Regions from separate parts of the Sus scrofa genome. Here region 2 is linked to region 1. Evidence: chromatin contacts called from public HiChIP or PLAC-seq data. All regions are on one chromosome and are shown on one strand. Each heading gives the region's core, a stretch centred on a gene start, on an enhancer-like site or on the middle of the called end of the contact. The rest is flanking DNA. Distances are from core to core; before and after follow the strand shown.

What was found. HiChIP or PLAC-seq counts read pairs in DNA pulled down with a chosen protein or histone mark.
Region 2: a contact with region 1 is called in an H3K27ac HiChIP or PLAC-seq map of skeletal muscle. The contact joins the enhancer-like site here to the promoter of ACTN4 in region 1. A contact is called at or near these places in 21 of 47 Hi-C or Micro-C datasets (alveolar macrophages, brain, embryonic fibroblasts and 13 more) and 2 of 2 datasets of contacts at active chromatin or transcription factors (alveolar macrophages and skeletal muscle).

The regions. Positions count from the first base shown.
Region 1 is chr6:47,492,126-47,495,393 of Sscrofa11.1, reverse strand. ACTN4 (alpha-actinin-4) reads right to left here and starts at 1,560. Exons shown (of 21, transcript XM_003355883.4): 1 at 1,225-1,560. The coding sequence starts at 1,386.
Region 2 is chr6:47,539,684-47,542,582 of Sscrofa11.1, reverse strand. It overlaps ACTN4 (alpha-actinin-4), which reads right to left. Exons shown (of 21, transcript XM_003355883.4): 3 at 2,811-2,899. Among named protein-coding and RNA genes, the nearest start is that of CAPN12, 38 kb to the left of the region's middle. Within about 2 kb of position 1,617, at least 28 of the 83 cell types and tissues checked have an H3K27ac peak or open chromatin away from gene starts, as enhancers often do. A contact at or near this core is called in fetal liver, fetal skeletal muscle, liver and 4 more, where this site is marked.

The DNA.
Region 1 (3,268 bases), core at 311-2,810:
TGCCCCACCCCCCCACCCCCACGGGACAATTCTTGCAGCTACTCTCACCTCTTCCTCCCCAGACAACGCATTCTCCCTTCAGGACACACACACACTCTCCGGTCCCGGGACGGCATCTCCAGACGCCCCCACCCCCAAATTCCTCTCTCAGTCTATCCATCACACACTCCCTTCCTAATGAGACTTTCATTACCCCGCCAACCTCCCTCCCACTCTCCGCCATTCTGCCCCTTCCCTCCCTCCATCCTCACCTTTTCCAGGCTACCTTGCTTGGCCTCAGGCGCCGCCAACCCTTGGCGGAGCCTTTGTGGACGTTCCAGCAATTCTTCGGCTCCCCTCCTCAAAACGCTCCAAATACTCTCCCTATCTCCCTTGGGCCTCTCATCGATGAGGCCTTTAGCCTCATCAATTCCTTTCATGCCTTCTCTTGTCCAGTCTTCTCCTCTTCCCCTTAAAACGGGGCACCCCCAGTAAATCTCACCCCCTGCAAGACTTCTCATTCACAGGTCCCTTCGGACCCCCGTTCCAGACCTCATTCGCCACCCTCCCCATCCCCACATCCTAAGCCCCGGGTCTTTTCACAGTCACTTCTTTCCTTAGCCCCTCTGCTTTTATCTCCCCTGTCCTTCCACCACCCTTCCCACTCCACAATCCCCTCCTGAGTACCCCCCAACCCCATCTTCAGACTTCCAGAATCCTCACCCCCTTTAGAAGTTCCCCAGCCTGGGGCTCCCACAATCCTATCCTCTTCAGAGGACTCTGCGAGCCAAACAACCCCCTGCACACTCGAGCTCCTCCTCAGACTGCCCCGACCCCCAAATTCCAGACCCCCCGTTCCTCTCTCAGCAACCCCAATCCAACCCGAGCCTTCGATCCCGCCTCAGACCCAATTCCATTTTAGAGTCTCCAATCATCTCGCTGGTTTCCTCCAATTCCCCACCTCGACCCGCCTAATTCCTTCACAGACTCCCTGATTCCATGTTTTAGATTTCCATATTCTCTCCTCGGCCGCCAATGATTTTTTCAGACTCCCAATTCCTTGCTCAAGTTCTGCAACTCCTTTTCAGGACCCCAAACACCTTCTCAGATCCACCGATTCCTTCTCACGACGCCCGGTTCTCATCACAGACCCTCCACTCCCATCTCAGGACTCCCAACCCCTTCCCGGCGCCCAGCCTCCCTCGGAAGCCCCCCTCCAGCCCGTCCGGCCCGCGGGCCGCGCACCTTGCGTTGCTGCTTCTCCCAGGCCGGGTCCAGCAGCAGGTCCCGGTCCCAGTCGTCCTCCTGGGCCATGTAGTCGCCCATGCTACCGCCGCCGCCGGCGCCATTGCTCCCGCTGCTGGGGCCGTACTGGTACGACTGGTTCGCCGCGTGGTAGTCCACCATTCCGCCGCCTCTCCCGAGCCCGTCCGCTCCCGCCTCTGCTCCCGCCCCTCTGCCCGAGCCTCCGCCGCCGCCGCCGCCGCCGCTGCTTCAGCTGCTTCAGCCCGCCCTGCGCTAGCGCCTGCGCACTGCCCGCTGCGCTTGCGCACCGCGCCTCCGCCGCCGCCGCCGCCGCCGCCCTCCCGCGCGCGCGCGCGCGCGCTTCCTAACGAGAAAGGCCCTAAGACCCCGCCTCGGGAAGCTCTGAGCCTGCGCAGAGTCCACTTCCCCGCCGCCCTTCGGCTCGTGGACGAGCTTCGCCTCCTCGCGCGCGCGCGCGCGCGCGCGGCCTCTACGTGTGGGCGGGCCCAGAGAGCGAAGGATTCGGCCGGCGGGTCTGGCCATTGGGCTCTGGCGTGGAGTGTATTCCCTTTCGGCGCCAGAAATTCAACAAATATTAAGCGCCTACTATGTGCCAGACCATGTTTTACGCATCAACACTAAATAAGATAGACAAAACTGTCTGCCCTCATGAAACAACCGTCTAGTGAAAGGAAAAAAACACAATTTTAGGAAACAGTGTATTGGAGTTGCTGCTGTGGTGCAGCGTGTTAAGAATCCAGCGTTGCCCCAGCTGTGGCATCGGCCCCAGCTGTGGCTCATTTTCCATCCCTTGCCCAGGAATTTCCACATGCCACAGATGCGGGGGGAAAAAAAGTACATAGCGTATGTATATATTCCAAGGGGATATGTGCTATGAAGAAAAATCAAACAGAACTAGAATGGAAATGAAGTAGTCAGGATTGACTTCATTTATTTTTTTATTTTTTGCCTTTGCTTTTCAGGGCAACACCTGTGGCATATATAAGTTCCTGAGCTAGGAATCAAATCAGAGCTACACCTGCCAGCTTATGCAACAGCCATAGCAACCCACGATCCTTAACCCTCTGAGAGAAACCAGGGATGGAACCTGCATCCTCATGGATACCAGTCGGATTTGGATTTACGCCCTGCTGAGCCACAACGGAAACTGGCAGAGTTGGCTTTATGAACAAGGAGGACAATTAAACAAACTCTTGAAGAATTCACAAAATGGACATGGTAGCTCCGAATGGATACTGGCTGACTGGGAAAGTGGAGGATTTTTTGGACGTGTTTACTTCACTCATTCAAAAAGCATTTATTGAGCCTCTGTTGTATTCCAGGAACTCTTCTTGGATGCTGGTGATAAGGTGCTGAGCATGGTAAGTGCGCCAAGTTCTCAAGTGTATGGGGGACACGACAGTAAATAAATACAAATGACACTCACACATAATAGGTGTCTCAAGTGTAAGTACCCAGAGTTGGGCTCCTGATCTTCCTCCCAAACCTCGTCACCCCATAGCCATCCCCATCTTGGTCAATGGTGCCTCCGGCCTTTCAGCTGTGCAGGCAACAAAGCTTGCAGTCATCCTTGGCTCCTCTTTGTTTTCACACCCTACATCCAGTCGTTCAGGAAATTCTGTCAGATCCATCTTCCAAGTATATACAAAATTCACCCACTTCTCCCATCCCACATGGCCACACCCTGGTTCTGTCCACCCTCACCTTGTCTTCACCTGGACCAGTGTCCCAGCCTCCTCAACATTTCTCAAGTCCTCCACATGCCCCCTTCCCCACCTCTCTTTCTCCAAAGAAACCAGAAGGAGCCTGAGTCAAATCAAGCTCCTCCCTCCCCTGCTCAGAACCATCCCTTGGCGCCACGAAGTCAAAGACAGGAGGAAAGGCTGCAGGATTCCTTGCTTTGACTCAGCCCCGCCCAGCTTTGGAAGCAATGGGGACTCCTGGGGCTTCGGCCAAATTCACCAGTTCGTCCATGTCCTGCCCAGCCTGGTCCCCAGCTCCTCTCCCAACTCTTCTCCCATTC
Region 2 (2,899 bases), core at 368-2,867, 47 kb before region 1:
AGGGCCTACCCTGCGTGACCCGGCCCATTCCCTCCCCGGCATTCTCTAGCTGTGTCCTCTCTTGCTTTAAGGATCTCATACCTTCTGCCCCCTGCAAAGGGCACCCCTCGACCCCCATCTTAGATGGCTGGTTCTTCTCATCTTATAAGCCTCTGCTTAGACGCCACCTCCCAGAATGGCTTCCCTGACCGTCTCAGGCCCCCTCTCCCCAGCACCCTGCTCGTCCCCTCACACACTGCTAGGTGCTGGCTGGTGGGCTCGTTCACTGTCTGCCTTCTGAGCACCACTGTATTCCTGGGACCTGGCCCTGGGCCTTGAGAAGACACGGTGTGGCAGGAAGCAGAGTAGGGACACAAGGTCCAGCTGCTAAGCGCGTGCCTTCTTATTTATTCATTAATTTATTTTTTGGCTATTAACTGTGGCATTCAAAACTTCCCAGGCCAGGGATCGAACCCGTGCCACAGCAATGACCCAATCCACAGCATGACAACATGGAACACTTAACCAGAGAACTCCGAGTGAAATGCCTTCTTAACTAAAAACCAACGACTCTCCCAAACTTCTGGCATTGAGAGAAAGGGTTTGGACCACACATTCCTCAGCTTCAGCAACATAGAGAAAAACCATCCCTGTAGCACCCAGGCACCATGTGCCGACTGCCTGGTGAGAACTGCGTGCCCATGGCCTGGCCCCGGAGCCCAATGGCCTGGAGAGCTTTTGGCAGTCTCTAAGGTCTCCCGCCCCCAAGCGTCTCCCACACGGGAGGGGAGAGGGCGGGGAGAACAGAAGGACACTTCAGGAGGCCTTGCTCACTGGCCCGGAGAATGGAAAATGCTAAGTGGGCTTTTTTTGTTTGGTTTTCTTTTTGACTTTTAGGATAGCACCTGGGACATATGGAGGTTCCCAGGGTAGGGGTCGAATCAGAGCTATAGCTGCCGGCCTCCAGCGCAGCCACAGCAATGTGGGATCTGAGCTGCGAATGTGACCGACACCACAGCTCACGGCAACACCGGATCCTTAACCCACTGAGCGAGGCCAGGGATCGAGCCTGGCGTCCTCATGGATACTAGTTGGGTTTGTTACTGCTGAGTCACAATGGGGACTCCTCTAGGTGGGCTTGATTCGGGAAGGAGGTACAAGTGTCCCCCAGCGGATGGGGCCCAACCTCCCCTGAGGACATGCGCGCCAGGAGAGGGCAGGGCCTTTTTAGCCACCAAAGCAGCTCCCCATGGTGAAGCCACGGGCAGAGGGCCGATGGCAGCTTTCGGATTGAGGGTTTCAGCATGAGGAGGAAGCATGCATAGCCAGCTGCCCCAAGGCAGGGGAAGAATGTCTGTCCGGCTCTTTCCCAGGTGGAGAAGCCCACACCCAGAAACCAGGCCAACACTTCCCAGCACGAGGCGAGGTCAGTGATTCGTTCAGGCAATCCATGCTGCGTCCCCCCCGAGGGCCAGGCACCCCAGGGTGGGGCCGGGCGCAATCTAGAGGAAGCCACAGCGCCCTTACCCAGCCGGTGCCAGGAGCAAGCTGGACACGGAGGGCTCAGAGAGCCCTGTGAGAGAAGGAAGACGGCCGCTCTCATGACACATCTACCAGCTGCTTCTCGGCCCTGCAGCTGTGCCTCTGACTCCCGTCCCCTCCACAGCCCCCACGAGGAAGCCCTGCTCCTGCGACTGTCTGGGTGGCGTGGAGGGACAGAGAGACGGGCGGGGTGGGACTGGCTCTCAGGTGTCCCTTGGGGCGTTGCCAGTCGGCTGTCCCCCCAAGGCCTGACCGCCCCAGGTTCTGGGAGTGAAGCAGCTTGGGTGTGAACAGAGAACCTTTTTAGACTGGGTCTTTCTCCAAAGGAAAACTGATGACTGCCACGGGTCTCTCTTCTAACCCTTTCTGTATTTACAGGCTAGCATTTTGAGCAAAATAAATGCAGCTGTGAGAAGCAGAAGGCTGGCGGGGAGCCAGGAGGAAAGATCCACACAAGGACAGAAAATCTCGGGGCCCGACTGAATTTGGTTTTTTTTTTTTTAAACAAACACCAACCACCTCGACCGTGGCATTCGGGGCTTGGCACCCCTCCCTGGAGAGGGCCCCGCGGGGGCAGGGCCTTGGAGCGGTCTGCGTTCTGGCCCAGAGTCCTGGCCAAACTCTCAGAGCCCTGTCATTAACAGCAATTAGTTTTCTTTGTTTTTCTAAAAGCTGGGACAACATGGATGTCAGGGCAAAGGAAACCCTGCTCTAGCTAATGAGCAGAAGCCTGAGCCCAGGCTGACGGCGAGCTGCTGGGCTCCATCCGGCCTCGCCTGGTCTCCAAAGGCGCCTGTGAGCTCAGGACAAGACCCTGCCACTGGAACGAAGGGTCGCAGGCCTGGGTCTCTGCACGGGGCTCAGAAGGATCCCGAGTATCAGTCAGGAGGCCACACTCTCCCAGGCCGTGAGGACAAACAGCAACGTCTGTCTGGTCACTGGCCTTCGGACTTACACTCCCTGCCCAGAGCCCTGACACAGGGCCTCCAGCGGCCTTCCCCCGCCGACCCCTTCCTGCCCACACACAACGGGCAAGGCCTTGGGGCAAACGTACTCCTGGCTCAGAGAGATGTCAGCCACATGTCCCTCAGGCCCAGCACCAGGAGGGCGAGTGGGGGTGTCCAGGGTCCGAGGTGAGGCTATTCCCCTCCCTGTGCCCCAGGTCACATCGAAGGCAGTCACCGTGGTGGCTGCTGGGTACAGCTGGGCTTTAAGCACCCCTGGTGCTCTCTCTACCACCACCACCACCTCTGTTCAGAAGGCAGAGGTTGGGCCCCAGCCAAGCTCACCTTCTGCCCCGATGGAGACCAGCTTGACTCCTTTGCTGGCGATGAAGTCCAGTGCCTTGTTCACATTGTTGATCTTATGCACCCTCATC